Regions from separate parts of the Mus musculus genome. Here region 2 is linked to region 1. The links are chromatin contacts, called in public HiChIP or PLAC-seq maps. All regions are on one chromosome and are shown on one strand. The core of a region is the stretch at or near the end of the contact, and the rest is flanking DNA. Distances in the headings are between cores, read along the strand shown. Region 1 has its middle 12 kb from the start of Gm39783. Region 2 has its middle 24 kb from the start of Tor1b.

Region 1 (7,701 bases), core at 3,403-5,902:
CCTGCCACACTGAATTCCTATTCCCTTGGAACTGTGAACCCAAATAAACCCTTTCTTCTATAAGTTGCCTTGGTTATGGTGCTTTATCAAAGCAACAGAAAAGTAGTCCATGTGCCCTTGGCCTCTTCCATGAAGGCCTTACTATCGAACTCAGCCTTGCCCTTACCCTCTACCTCCAGCCAAACATTGCCTGTGCTTGGGGTTGGTTGAGCCTCTGGGAGGTGTGCAGGTATGTTTTTTGGCTTCTTTATTGAATTCTATTACCTCTACCACCCTTCTCCACCCCATACCCTTCCAACCCACCAACACTAGGTAAGAGAGTAAGAAAGTTAGAGAGGAAAGGGATATAGATCTCTTTAGACTACTTTCTGCTGGTCAGAGGCATCAAGTTCCTTGGGGCAAGTCCAATCTTCATCATTAGCAATCTAACAATCCAGCAATTCAGCAATAGCAATAGCAAAAGCAACAGCAGGAACCAGCAGCAGAAGGAGAAGCACCAGCCACCCTTGGAGCCTCCAGCCCCTTGCTCTAGGATTTATAAGAGACTCCAGAATTCCAAATGTAAACTATGCTCAGCTGGCAAAATCACACCCCTCCTAGAGCATGAGACAAATCATAGTCAGCTGCTGTAGACAATCTGAAGCAGCCCCATATCCTATACCTGGGATTAAAACAAACATACACACATTTCTGTGTTTCTAAAAAAAACAATTTCCCACTACAGAAATAGGTCTCATTATGTGAGAGAATCTTTGATTATTTCTCCCCAGTTGACACGTCTCTTTTTCCTCTCCTTCTGGGACTCTAATAATGCATATATTGTGTGCTTAGGGTAATCTTGCTGCTCCTTCATGCTCTCCTTCCCCTTTCTCCTCCTTCTGATTCTCTTCCTTGATTATTTTTCATCTGATTTCATTTTGTATAATTTTATATGTTAGGCTATGTCATGAAACACGCCCTGGGTATTTGTATCTCAGACACTATCAACTGCAAAACTTGAATTTAGGACTTGAATTAGATGGCAAAGTGGGTAAGGGTACTTGCCGCCGCCAAGACTGACCCCCGAGTTCCTGAGTTCCGCGTAAAGGATTCACATGATGGGGGGGGACAGGACTGACTAGACTTTTTTTTTTCTTTTTGTCCCTGCCCCTTTGGTTTTTTCAAGACAGGGTTTCTCTGTGTAGCTTGGGCAGTTTTGGAAGTCACTTTGTAGACCAGGCTGGCCTAAAACTCAGAGATCTGCCTGCGTCTGCCTCCTGAGTGTTGGAATTGAAGGTGTGTGCCACCACTGCTAGAGTTGCCCCCCCCCCTTTTTTTTGTTTTTTTTTTCAAGACAGGGTTTCTCTGTGTAGCCCTGGCTGTCCTGGAACTCACTCTGTAGACCAGGCTGGCCTCGAACTCAGAAATCTGCCTGCCTCTGCCTCCAGAGTGCTGGGATTAAAGGTGTGCGCCACCACCGCCTGGCTAGAGTTGCCCCTTTTAAGAAAAATAGAAAAATGATTTTAAAAGAATCTTCCCCATGCCCTAGCCTGCTCAGTCTGTGTATGCCAGAGCTAAAACCTTTCAGAAGCATACCCAGCTTATTCTTTTCTTTCTAGAGCATTTTTTAATTTCCTTTTTGCATATCTGTTTATGCTCCATGCACAGACTGAGCCTATGTCTTGTGTCTCACCACTGAGCTACATCTCTGACAGTATTATTATTATTGTTGTTGTTGTTGTTTTATCCTGCTATTCACTATAGGTTGGCCTCAAAGTCAGGCTCCTCCTGTCTCTCTGCTGGGATTATGGCTGTATATAAACACAGTTATGAGTGTCAATTTTTTTAATCATATGTCAGATACTGCAAATTTTGGATATTTTTGTGTCTATGTAAACCTTCACCACTGTTCTGCAAGACAGTTCCCTGGAAACTAGCCTCCTTTCGAGTCTTGTTTTGTGACTTATCAGACAGGAGGTGCAGTGGTACTCAGTTAGGACTAGGTCTTGAACACCTCAGAAGCCACCCCTGCCCGGTGGCTAGAGAGCAGCAGCTCTGTCCACTTGCTGGTGTGAGGTGCTATTCACAAGCTCCAGTGAGCACTGTGTTCCAACCCTCTCTAATGGTTCTTATTTTGGTCTTTAAAAAACAACTGCATCAAGCCCACAAGGTGACTCAGTTGGTAAATATGTGTGCTGCCAAGTCTGGTAACCTGGGTTTATCCTCACAATTCACACGGTGAAGGAAAGGACCGACTCCTGTGAGTTGTTGTCTAGCTAGCTGGCTGAGGTTTGGTTAAGGAGTTCCTCATGACGAGTGATTGATGAAGACATCTGACCTTGACCTCTGACCTCTATAACAAGTGGGCACGGACTTGCATGAGTATCCACGTGAATGCGTACACACACTCACACAACAGGCTGGCTCACATAGACACTAAATAAATAATTTAATTAATTAAAAAAATGCAACCCCACCACACCATGTATTTCTTTTTGGCCCAAAGTGAGGCATTGGCCTCTTGAATCTACTAACCTTTCTCCCACCTCCCAGACATCCAGGCCCTTTTACCTCTGGCTGGGTGATACCCATGGGCACCCTGGGCTCCGGCTCACGCTCAGGCTCTGGCCCACTCATTCAGCCCATTCGGCTGAGCGAGCGAGCGAGCTACCAGCTTGCCAAGTTACCAGGGGCTGCTCCTCCTCAGCAGTGTGCATTCACACAGCTGCCCCAGATTTCTCAATTCTTTTGCTTCTTCAGTGTCAGCAAGGAGGTGAGGCCCAGCAGAGGAAGCCAGGGGTCAGGCCACCCGCCCTCCTCCAGGACTGCCAGACACAGCCACTGCTCCAGCCCGGTTTTACATGACAAAGAGGCTACTTACAGGGTCCTCATGGGTTCAACTGTCTCTTGATTACAAGTGGACACCTGCCTAAGACTGTTGGGAAACTGAGGCTCAGGAATAGGGTGACTGGGGGCAGGGTGCTCAAAACTCAGAGCCCACTATTGGGCTCACCCCAAAACTGTCACATACTCTACCAGGAAAGCAAGCTGCAGGGATGCAGGGGACCCAAGGTCAGTCTGAGGTCAGACCCTGTCCAGCCGAATTACTCATTAACTCCTCAAGTCAGGGCACTGAGTTAATGGCCTGTGGAAAGCTGGGGGAAATTCTTCCTGGGAAGGCAGAAGGACTGGCAAGAGAGGAACCCTACACATGAAGGAGAGGCTGTTATTCATCCTCACGCGTGTGCACAAACACACAAACACACAAACACACAATGCCACTCTGTCTAGCAATGGGCAGGGCCCTTGAGGCCTGGTGGCCTGGCTGGAGGATTTAACAATTTAGGGACCATCCAGAACGCTCTGTCTGCAGCAGAGGGTATATGGGACTAGTTGGTGACTTGGCCTGGAGAGGTGGCAAAGACCTGCAGACCCTACCCCAACTCGCTCAGCCCATTGCCCATGGCACACTCTGTCCCTCTAGGGTTGGTGGCAGCAAGCCAGCCTCCATCCACATCAGGGTTGGTCTCCAGTGTCACCGGTCTCCCTGAACCTCCAGTAGTCTGCTCCTGCACCATGTTTGTGAACATGGTTGTTCAGAAGGGGCCAAAGAGGCAAGCCATGAAGTGTGGGCTGGGAGCCCAGGAAGGACTAAGAGAGCTAGGGAGAGCTGGAGGCTTGTCCTGGCACCCATGTCGCTGAGGATGGGGTGGAGATGAAGAGAAAGGGTTGGAATGAGGTGAGGTCTTGGGAGCACACGGGCAGGAGACTACAGAGTTATGGACTGAATCTAGGCAAGCAAGGGCTCTTTGAGAGCGGGACTCCAAGGTGGGTTTAGGAATGAAGAAAGGGCTTCCTTGGAAAGTGGGCAGGGCACTTTTAAAGAACACTCTAGGGTTCAATTCCCTGACCTTGGAGCTGGGGCAGGCCTTGTGTGCGCACCTCTCTCAGAATCAAGGTCTCTGGGAAAAGCTCTTCAGCTGGAACCCTGCGTATAAGAAGCTGATGAAGCCTGAGCCCCCAGTGCTTTCTACACGGTGTGGTGGGTGTGGGGTGTGGCACCTTAGTTTCAGGGCCACACCTTCCTCCCTCCACCTCAACTCCTGGGAACTGCTAGACAACATTAGACAAAGGAGGTTTTTGCTGAAATGCAAACAAACGTTCTCTGGCCAGTCCAGCTCCTGGCGCTTGAGAATAGAATTCTACGCTGGACATTCCTTATGGGGGTGAGGGAGCTCCTGCCACTTCTCCCGTTTCTCCCTGCTGAATCTGGCCCTTCCTAGTGAGCCAGGGTTAGAATCTAGCTCGGGTCAGAACCCCGAGAAGGCAGGGAGAGGGGACCTGAGTCTTTCTGCTTCTCTCTCCCCACAGTCCTGGGACCACAGAGGCCCGCAGAATGGGGCAGCTGTAACCCCAGCCTGAGGACGAGGAGAAACTTGAGTGGCAGCCTAGGGTTGGGCGCTTCCAACAGAGGTGGGAGGAGGGGCTGTTTGTTCAACCCCGAGAGAGGGCGGAGCTGAGATTTCAAAGCCTTCACCATTTGTTAGCCTTCCCTGGGCCCAGGCTGCATTCCAGACCTGAGGGGGTCCTGCCCCTGAGAAACCCAGGAGACTCTAGTTACAGCCCAGCTGCGGAGCCCTGCCCAGCGGAAAGTCTGGTTCCTGCTTCTGGCTCCGGTCCAATTCCCACCCCCTACCGGACAACGGCCAATGCTTGCTTAGGCTTCTGGAGGAGACACACACCACTTTGCAGATAACACCGTCTGGGATTCCCCTGACCCCCAGAGTCTGAAACTGCTGCTACTGCTGTGGATCTGATCTCTGCCTAGCCAAACCTGGTCAGGAATTTGCAGGAAGGGGGTGGGTTGGACTGATTTTTTTCCTGCACAGCCCAAACCATGCTTTACTTTTTGAGATGGCATCTCATGTAGCCCAGGCTGGCCTCCAACTTGATCATTGTGAAGGTGACCTTGAACTTCTGATCCTCCTACTTCTACCCTTCCCATCTCTAGCATTGGTAGTACTCGGCGTGTGCTGTCCTGTCCTTTCCCTGTGCTTCCCCGACAAGTGGCCAAGCAAACATGTATGTGTGCATGTATACTTGGGGAACCCTGCTGGACTAGGAGTACAGTCTCTCTCCAAACCCCCCAGGGCCTGGAAACCAAGCTTACCCAGTATGCACTAAGTGCAGTCCAAGGAGAGGGGGAACACGGGAGATTCAGACTCTTCTTGTCTCCTGGCAATGGCTGGCTAACGGTGCTGTGTTCTGGGTCAGCGAGGCAGGGACTCAGTGTAGTAGTGCTGAAGTAAAGACATAATTAATGGACACAAGACCATGGATTCCACATTCAATTCCCAGCACCCACACAGTGGCTCACAGGATCTGCAATTCCAGTTCCAGGGCATCTGACAGTCTCTTCTGATCTTCTCAGATACCAGCCATAGACCTGATACACAGATCAGAAAGCAAATAAATATTAACTACAAAACAAAAAAACCAAGACTCTGGGTTCAAGTCCCAGCTCACAAGAGCCCTCTGAACTAGTAGGGGTTGGGACAGGACCAGCCTTGAACTTTACGCCTGCTCAACCTCCATCTGCTTCACAAATACAAGTCTCAACGCAGGGGACCACTGCCTTAGGCAATGGGAACTTGAGACTGAATGTCTGGGGGCAGGGACACACCTAGGCTTGGCCTTCAAGCTAAGAATCAGGTTTGTGGGATCCAAGGTAAGGCTGCCCCTTCTAGGACATTCCCCAAAGGTCTCTCCCTCTAGCTGGCTCCCCTACCATTAGCTTTGCGGTCAAGTTTGTTGGTTATTTTGGGACAGAAACTCATGGATCCTAGACTGCTTTAAACTTGCTACATAGTGGAAGGGAACATAGTGTTTGTGTGTATGAGTGCAGGCCCTCACATGCCACAGGGTGTGTGGAGGTCAGAGGGAAACCTCGGGTTTCATCGCCTTCCATCTTGCTTGGGGTGTGGTCTCTCTTGTCAATCACCTCTGCATAACGGATTAAGGTTGGCTAACAGAAAGCTTGTGCTGGGATTCCAGGCGCATGTACGGCTGTGCCGGTTCTTATACGGGTTCTGAGACCCAGGTTCAGAGACTTATGCTTGTCCCCAAGCACTTTACCCTCCAAGCCATCTTCTTAGCCCCCAACTTATTTTTTGAGACTGGGGAATTCATTGAACCTAGAGCCCAGTTGGCAAGGCTGGCAAGTCAGTGAGCTCTGGGGGCTTCTCCTCTCTCTGCCTTCTCAGCCCTGGAATTACAGATGTCGTGCCACCTGGATTTTCCATGGTCCTTATGTGTCCCAGGCAAACACGTTCCTAACCAAGAGATGTCCCCTGCACCTTGTGGCTTGTGGCTGCCGGGCGTAAGGTGCATGCCACCATGCCCGTTTTGTGCAAGGCTGGGGACAGAATCTGAGAATTCAATGGCAAGCCCTCTGCCAGGACTGCGCCCAGAACCCCCACTGTGCATACTTGTCAGATCCCACCCTAACTGTGCAGCAGAGTCCAGACACTGTGAGTCAGGAGTCCCATGTGCCTGGGTTCCCTCAGGTTACTGCGTTTGTCTTGTGTCAGGCTTGGAGTTCTGGGGTGTGGTTGAGTCAGCCACATTTTTGGCACATTCAAGAGCTGTCAGGAACAATGCGGTCACCTGGGGACTCTGAGTGGCCAGGGAAGGCTGGTTTGGTAGCTCATAGCCTAGAATTTGGCCAGTGCTACCATGGGGACTGCAGGCACTATGGAAGAGTGCTAAATAACAGAAATGGGGGGGGGGACCATAGCTTGTCCCTTTCCTGACCTTTGATCATCTGCTAACAAGACTCTTAATCTTCCTGCTAAATCCTTTTTATGTATATTTAATTTTTAGTCGTGTGTGTGTGTGTGTGTGTGTGTGTGTGTGTGTGTGTGTGTGTGTGTGTGCAGTACCTACAGAGGACAGAAGAGGGCACCAGATCTCCAGCACTGGAGTTGCAGGCAGTTGTGCCAGAGTCCCACCTAGGTGCTGGGAACAGAATTAGGGTTCTCAGCTGGTTCTTAACCACTGAGCAGTCTTTCCAGTACCCTGCCGATTTCTTCTTACTAGAGAACATCATGCATACAGAGTCCAGGGAGCCTGAATGTGAGGGCTTATTACTGTTTTAAAATGTGTGTAAGTGTGCTGGGATTAGCGAGCTAGGCAAATGTTCTCTACCCTGGACCTACAGCCACAGTCTTCGGTTTTCTGAGACGTGCATGGTCTTGTTAAGTAGCTCAAACTGGTCTCAGGGTCACGGTCCTCCAGCTTCCGAATCCAGACTACTGGGGTTACAGGTGTCTGTCATGCAGCCTCTGGAGACTGATTTCCTCCAGAGCCACCCCCATGTACAGGAAGTGGGACATCCTTATAAGCCTGATTTTGGTGGCTTTGGAGGAGAAAGCAGATCTCTGAGTTCAGGGTCAGCCTGGGCAATTTAGGAAGATCTTGTCTGACTGGTTTTTTTTTTTTTTTTTTTTAGAAAAAAGAGGTTAGACATGATAGCATACTCCTTTAAAATTCTGGCTCAAGCCAGGAGGTGGTAGCACACTCTTTTAATCCTGGCACCTAGGAGGCAGCGGCAGGCAGATGTCTGTGAGTTCCAGGCCAGTCTGGTCTACAGAGTGAGCTCTTGGACATGCAGGCTTATACAAAGAAACCGGGTCTCAAAGAAAGAAACAAGCAAACATTTCA
Region 2 (7,701 bases), core at 3,648-6,147, 170 kb before region 1:
TTCTTGTCTGGTGTAGCATGAAGCCTCAGAACTTGGTGAACCAAAGAATCCAAGTCAAACAGAGTCTTATTTACTAAGACTGCCCCCTCCCCGCAAGGCCCAGCCGTCCTTCACAGACGGCTTATACATGTGAGTCTCCCAGCAGGCCATATGTCACTTCTGGCTGTAGGATCTCAAGAACCATGCAATGACAGAGAACCACCATTGTGACTCATGTTTGCTCTATGAAAAGTCCCACCCTCTGGAGTGGGCTTTGGCTGCTCCAGGGCATTGTTCAACCTGTGAGCCTGTGGTGGTTTGAACTAGCTTGGCCCCCATAGATTCAAGTCTTTGAATGCTGGGCCGTAGGGAGTGGCACTATTAGGAGGTGTGGCCTCATTGGAGGAAGTGTGTCATTGTGGAGGCGGGGCTTTGTGGTCATATATGTGCAAGCTGCCACTGTAGTGTGACATAGTCCTCTTCAGATCTCACTATGTTGTTAGAGCCTCATTGCCAACTGCTTGCTTGTCTTCTTTTTTTTTTTTTGTAAAGATTTATTTATTCATTATATGTAAGTACACTGTAGCGATCTTTAGACACTCCAGAAGAGGGGGTCAGATCTCATTACGGATGGTTGTGAACCACCATGTGGTTGCTGGGAATTGAACTCAAGACCTTTGGAAGAGCAGTCAGTGCTCTTAACTACTGAGCCATCTCACCAGCCCCTGCTTGCTTGCTTTTTGCTTTTTTTGTTTGTTTTGAGGTGGGGTCTCACTGTGTAGCTCAGGTTATCCTTGAACTGCTTTATGGACCAGGCTGGACACCCACTCACAAAGATCCTCCTGTCTCTGCCTCCTAAGTGCTGGGATTAAAGACATGCTCCATCACGCCCAGCTCTCAGATTCTTTTTTGTTTTGTTTTGTTTTGTTTTGTTTTGTTTTTCGAGATAGGGTTTCTCTGTGTAGCCCTGGCTGTCCTGGAACTCACTCTGTAGACCAGGCTGGCCTCGAACTCAGAAATCCGCCTGCCTCTGCCTCCCGAGTGCTGGGATTAAAGGCGTGTGCCACCATGCCCAGCCCTGCTCAAATTCTTATGTATGTACTTTTTTTTCATGTGTGTGTGTGTGTGTGTGTGTGTGTGTGTGTGTGTGTGTGGTTGCATGCGTTCATATGCAATACACATGGGCAGCAGCCCAAGGAGGCCGGAAGAGCCATCAGATTCCCCTGGAACTGCAGTTACAGGCCATTGTGAGCTGCCGTGCGGGGCTCTGGGAATCAAACCCTGGTCCTAAGCAAGAGCAGCAGGTGTTCTTAACTACTGAAGCATCTCTCTGGTCCCAGCCTCTAACTCTTTTGTACTTTTAAAAAAGATGTATTTATTTTATAACTGTGGGTGTTTTGCTGTGTGCCAGGTGAATGCAGGGCACTCACTGGCCAAGAGTGGGCGGAGCTCAGAGCTGGAGTATCTGTGAATTACATGGTGCTGACTTGGGGGCTGGAGAGATGGCTCAGTGGTTAAGAGCACCGACTGCTCTTCTTAAGGTCCTGAGTTCAAATCCCAGCAACCACATGGTGGCTCACAACCATCTGTAATGAGATCTGACACCCTCTTCTGGTGCATCTGAAGACAGCTACAGTGTACTTAGATATAATAATAAATAAATCTTTAAAAATTATTTTAAAAAAAGAAAAGAAAAAAACATGGTGCTGACTTTAAACTCTGGTCCTTTGGAAGAGCAGTTAGTGCTCTTAATCACCGGCCATTCTCCAGGTTCTTAGACTCAAAGTCTTGATCCTCCTGCTTTCACCTCTGAAGTGCTAGGGTTATGGGTTAGTGAACTCACGGTTTTAAACTGCTTCTACCACCTCTGGATGGATGGATGAGTGGGTGGATGAGTGGGTGGATGGGTGGGTGGATGGATGATGGATGGATGGGTAGATGGATGGGTCGGTGGGAGGTACTTGAAAGGATGGATAGGTGAATGAATAGATGGGTGGGCAGGTGGGTATGAATGGATAGGTGGATGCATGAATGGATAGATGATCTGTTTCAGGCTTTCCTTTCCTTTCTTTTCTTTCTTTCTTTTTCTTTTTTCTTTTCTTTTTTTTTTTTTTTTCTTTTCGAGACAGGGTTTCCTGGCTGTCCTGGAACTCACTTTGTAGACCAGGCTGGCCTCGAACTCAGAAATCCGCCTGCCGATCTCAAGTGCTGGGATTAAAGGCGTGTGCCACCACCTTTTCTGAATCATGGCCATCTCCTATTAAAAACCACATGTCCCATCAGTGCCTGTGCGAATTTGGTTAGAAGATGAGTTTTATGTTTAGAAAAGAGAAACTAGGAGGAGGAGACAGGGGAGGGGCGGGGAGGGGCAGAGAGACAGGGGAGCAGGACACCTGGACAGAGGACTCCCAAGGGAGCATAGGTGTGCAAGCCACAGACAGAGCAACTGAGGAGCGCACTCTCCTCAGCCAGACAGTGGAGTACGTCTGTCTCTGGGCCCAGGTCTGAAATCCTACCCTCAGGTGGCTGAGAGCCTAGGGAGGCCCCCGACAGGGCTGCGGTTCGGATGAGGACAGCGATTGTGCAAGAATGGACAGCCTTGCCCCAGCCTGTGTCTCCCGGCCTGAGTCATAGAGAAAGGAAGGAGACAGCGAAAAGCCCGAAGCCCCCTTGGATATCACGCCGCCAAGGCCTCCAGTGTGACGTGGTGACGTCATCACGGATGAGCTCAGCAGAGACACCTGAGGACAAGGTAAGCGGCCAGCAAGGGCTGGAGGTGGGGTGGGGAGTGTGTGAGCTCGATCTTGGAAAGGCCCCCGTGCTCCCCCTGCTGGAAGCTCAGCCTTTCCGCGACTGCTCCTCTGGGATTCTCATTTCTTTGGTTCCCTCAAGGACTTGCCCGGCTTTCCAGTTGGTGCCTGCTAGCTTTACTTCTCAAACACGCATGCTCATTGCGGGTGGAACTGGGGAGTGTTAATGGCCCGCTTCAACTACCGCCTCCAGCCAGGAGGAAGAGAGTTGTCTTCTGGGATAAAACGAAGTTCGGAAACGCAAGGCCAAGCAGTTAGTTCCCAGAGCTCCCCAATTCCCCAAGTCCCTGAGGATGGCGTTGAGGCAAGCCTTGGCGCTGTCCAGCATTCGTGTCTGGGTCCCTGGCTGTCCGTTGTACTTTGGGGTGGTAGTGTGGATGACAAAGGATGTTTTTGGGTGCCTGCTCCTTTAAGGTAGTTTTGAGAGCCCAGATTGGGAGCCAGACATTCTGGGTGGGTGAATGGGAGCTCCCAGCTGGCCCTGGAAGGAGGCAAACCAGGTGAGTCGCACACATACCTTGCTGACCAACAGCTCCATCTTCCTGGCTCTGTGGGGGATTTCATAGTCATATGTTATCCAGAGCATGTCTTGCTGGTGTGGAGCACAGTCATTGGCTGAGTCATGCCCCTCCTCCAAACTCCAGCTTCCTCATCTCCGGAGTGTGGGTAGGGCTAGGGCGTGGCTCAGTGGATAGAGCGCTGGCCTAGCATATCTGTAGCCCTGAGTTTCACCCCAGCACCTCATAAAGTGTCGCATGCTTGTAACCCTAGTACTTGGGAGGGAGAGACAGAGGTTCAAGGTCATCCTTGACCACAATGCAAGTTCAAGGGCTAGCTGGGGAGTTCTACCTGAAAAACAAAACAAACTAATAAAACCTTAAAGTGAAACCAGCCTGGTGGTACGCACCTTTAATCCAAGTCTCTCTGTCTGGTTGGTCCCTTCTCTGGTGTAGAAAGTGGCTCTTTTCTCTGCTGCTACCAACAGGCTTACAATGGTTCATACATCGCCCGTGGTGGCTTCTGTGGCCAGAACCATATCTGAGGAAGAGCCTGGTCCCAAGTGCAATGAGAGGCCTGCTGGCAGCCAGGGGCTCATCTGGTTGTCACTGAGACACTGGGCTGGGAAGGGGTGGGGTCTTGAGACACCGTGGAGTGGAGTTAGGCGATGGGGAGCCACACACACAGAATGTCTTAAAACCCTAAGGTACCCAGAGAAAGTATGGTCTCCAAGCCCGGGGGTGGAAGAGTCTGAGCCTCTCTGGTTTGTGAAGGCTGACAGCTGCTCTGCTATGGCTGGGGCAGAGAGTCCATGAGACCGCCAGGATAAGCAGACCTCTAGTGGGCATTCACGGTATTGCAGGCAGGTGAGCCAGTCAGCGTTAAAAGCAGTTTTCCAGAGTCGTTTGTGAGTTCATGTCTTTCCATTTAAAATTTATTTTTATTTGTGTGTGTGTGTGTGTGTGTGTGTGTGTGTGTGTGTGTGTGTGTGTGTGTGTGCGTACTTGTCTGAACGTGCACATCATGTATAAAGTGCCCACAGAGACCAGAAGAGGGTGTCAGATTTCCCTGGGACTGGAGTTAGGGGATGTTTGAGTCATCATGTGGGCTCAGGGAACTGAACTTAGGTCCTCTGCAAGCAAGGCAGTGCTCTTTCCCGCTGAGCCGTGTCTCTGTACCAGCTGCTCACAGCTCTAGTTCCTCGTGGTCTATTTGGGCCCATCCCGCCTACCTTCCCATCAGGGCTTCAGAGGAGCACTGGGTGCTGCCATAGGTACCCACTGCTACCTGTGACCAGGTGCTCTCTGCTGTCCAATCAGCTGCACCACGGTGACAGGAGCATGAGTCCTTACAGGGACAATTCCTCATGGCTGCTGGTCTGGGGAAACATATGTCCATCTGGGTATATAAAAGAAATGATGTGTCATAGGGACATGGCAGAGGCCTGAGTTCTGGGCCTTGTCCAGTATATGGTTTGGCTGCCTGCCTGTTAGCCAGGTTTTGGGAGAGCTCTGAAGCCTTCTCTGTCTTCTTCCCTACTACTGCACTGTTGTGGGTGATCACGCGCATCACACATGTGTTCCCAGCCCTTTGGCCTCTATCAGTTCTGACTGTGTGTGTTCCCCGGATGACCCTGTGGGAAGGGCACCAGCCTCACCCAGCTTGGGGAGTGAGGCGTTGTGTAACTCCCCCCACCACCACCACCAAATTTCCCTCCTCTGGCTTGCTGCTAAAGATTTGAAATGTAGGGACATTTGCAAATGAGCCAACTTCCTGAGTGTCTCAGCGGCTGCTGAGTGTTTGTTGATGCTAGGTAAGTGTTGGGGGACTCATTTCCGGCCCCCTGTGGCTGGCTAGATTGGATACAAGCTCATCCTCTGTGTAAGAGCTTAGCCTCAGGAAGGAACATGGCCTAGTTGAATCTCAGTTCTTAAAATAGCAACAGCAGAGTGTGGAGTAAAGGGCTTGCCACACAGGCCTGAGGATCCGAATTAGATCCCCAGGGGCCGTGTGTAAAACCAGTGTGATGGTGCGTGGCTGGAACCCCAGCACTAAGAAGGGGAAGACAGACAGATGCCTGGGGATCCCCGGAGCTCCAGCCAGCCAGCCTCAAATCAGAGAGCTCCAGGCTCAGTGAGAGTCCTTGTCTCAAACAATAACGTGGAAGAGCTGGAGTGGTGGCTGATGGGCGAGAGCACTTTTACCGCTGTTACACAGGCCCTGGGTTTGGCCGGAGGGTCACGACCGCCTGTACCTCCAGCTCCAGTGGACTGTATACCCCCAGCAAGCACCCACACATGTGGCACACACTCAGCTAGATATAGGCACGGAAAATTCAACTTCAGCCCCTGGCCTCTGCGTGCATGTACACACCAGGCATGTGCACAGACATGTACACACACACACACACACACACACCAACAGCAACAGCAACAATAACTAACCCTTAGGACACTCACAACTCCTGCAGAGCCTGGAACATCCCACGAGAGTGAGAGGCCAGCTACTTTCATGCATGTTTTATAGACAGAAGCTGAGGCTCAGAGAGGCACACTATATAGGAACTAGATGTTGGATCCGACATGGGCTCCTTCTTGCTTCTCAGCCAACTCAAACCCAACAGCTTGAGTTTGACCCTGGGACCCACATGCTGGAAGGAGAGAACTGATTCCTGCAAGCTGTCCTCTGCCTTCCATACTCCAGCTGTGGCACTCACCCCTCCCCCATAAAGTAAATAAAAATATCGATTTAATGTATAGTATAGTCAGAGGAAAATAATGTTTCACACGGAAACACCTTCCAGCTGGCACAGTTATTGCTGATGGGCATTTGAGGAGCCTCAGTTTGTCATTACAGAGCCCTGCTCTGCCCATGATGGCCATCACAAGTCAGACGTGGTCATTGAGTACCCAAAACAGAGTGAGTCCAGGAAGCCAGTGGAGATACGTGAGCACGAAACTCACGCTAGGTTTCCAGACTTTACGTTAAAAAAAAAAAAAAAAGTAAAATAGTCAAGAATGTCAACACTCAGGGAGCTGAGGCAGGAGGATTGCTACAAGTTCCAGGCTACTTTACAGTAAGAGACATACAGCCAGAAGGCCCCGCTCATGGACGTCATTGAAACAGGGAGATGACCTTAAAGACTCAATGGCAACTCCCACCAGCAGGGCTGAGACAAGGCTCACTAGATGCAGCTCACTAACTCCAGGGCAGGAGTTAGAGCTCATCCTGGTGATGGTTCATCGGTGTCAACTGGATCCGGGTCCGACCAACAGTCACACCTCTGTGTGGGTCTGTGGGAGCATGCTCTAGAAGGATTGCTCCAGTTCAGCGCTGATATAAACAGTCTGGAGGAAAGCTGCCCTCCTTCCACAGGACACTTGTGGCTGAGGGAATGTGTTCTGTCACTACTTTCTCTGGCTAACGCCAGAACCCCGTTTATTCGATCTTCCCAAATGGACTGTGCCAGGAGTCCCCCAGGCCTTCAGCACCAGCCTCGCAGACGGAGCTTCTTCAGTCCCAGTTGGAAAACCCAGTCCGTATGTAAGCCAATCTAATCAAGCCCCTTTGTCATATGCATTATTCTGCAGGTCTGTTCCTCTAGAGAGCCTGACACATACAACCGGTGCGGGGTGAAGGGACAGACCTGGGTGGAGGGCCGACTTCTGTGGCCCAGTGACCTATTTACTGGCAAAACGCTGGCCTTGTGTGTTCTTTCTGAACTCCAGAGAAGTCTTAGCTCCAGAGGGGAAATGTATGGCAGTGGAACTGGATGCTAACACACTTCTGAGTCAGCAGGTGACAAGGGGAGTCATGGTGCCAGCTGGGGTGACTAATCAGGGCAGCAGAGCACTCTGGTCTCTCCAGGATGAGGAAAGTGGACCCTGTTTCTCAATGAAGTAGAAGGAGGCATCTGGTACAGGAGCCCCAGTTAGCAGAGCTCGTGCTATGTCTACATCCTGTGACTAAAGACCATGCAGAGGCTGGAGAGATGGCTCAGCCCAGAACAGTACCTGCCTTGCCAGCCTGAAGTCAATTCCCAGAACTCACAGGAGGAAGAGGAGAAATGAACCACAAAGTGGTCCTCTGGCCTCTGCACGTGTGCTGTGACGTGATCATACATGCAGTAATGATAGCCACAAAGTGTAGATTAAGAAAATGACTACTCTGTCATTACCCAGGGCACTTAGTAGTCACCCCACATGGTTGAGGCCCAACATCAGCTGAAGTGCCTTACTGAGGGCCCAGGGAAGACAGTTATAAACATCAGCTAGACAGGCCTGCAAGGGTGCTGGGAGTCAAGATGATTGTCACCAAGCTCATGACCATATTCAATCTCTGGGACCCACATGGTGGAAGGAGAGAACATATTCCCACAGTTGTCTTCTGACTTCTGTATATGCACTGTAGTATA

Evidence for each region. HiChIP or PLAC-seq counts read pairs in DNA pulled down with a chosen protein or histone mark.
Region 2: an H3K27ac HiChIP or PLAC-seq map of embryonic stem cells shows a contact between it and region 1, with 5 read pairs. The contact joins two enhancer-like sites. A contact is called at or near these places in 2 of 484 Hi-C or Micro-C datasets (embryonic stem cells and nephron progenitors) and 2 of 115 datasets of contacts at active chromatin or transcription factors (embryonic stem cells and pancreatic cancer cells).

Annotation. Positions count from the first base shown.
Region 1 is chr2:30,755,437-30,763,137 of GRCm38.p6, reverse strand. No RefSeq gene overlaps it. Among named protein-coding and RNA genes, the nearest start is that of Gm39783, 12 kb to the left of the region's middle. Within about 2 kb of position 4,652, at least 173 of the 459 cell types and tissues checked have an H3K27ac peak or open chromatin away from gene starts, as enhancers often do. A contact at or near this core is called in embryonic stem cells, where this site is marked.
Region 2 is chr2:30,924,792-30,932,492 of GRCm38.p6, reverse strand. It overlaps a transcript of Ptges not described here. Among named protein-coding and RNA genes, the nearest start is that of Tor1b, 24 kb to the left of the region's middle. Within about 2 kb of position 4,897, at least 92 of the 459 cell types and tissues checked have an H3K27ac peak or open chromatin away from gene starts, as enhancers often do. A contact at or near this core is called in embryonic stem cells, where this site is marked.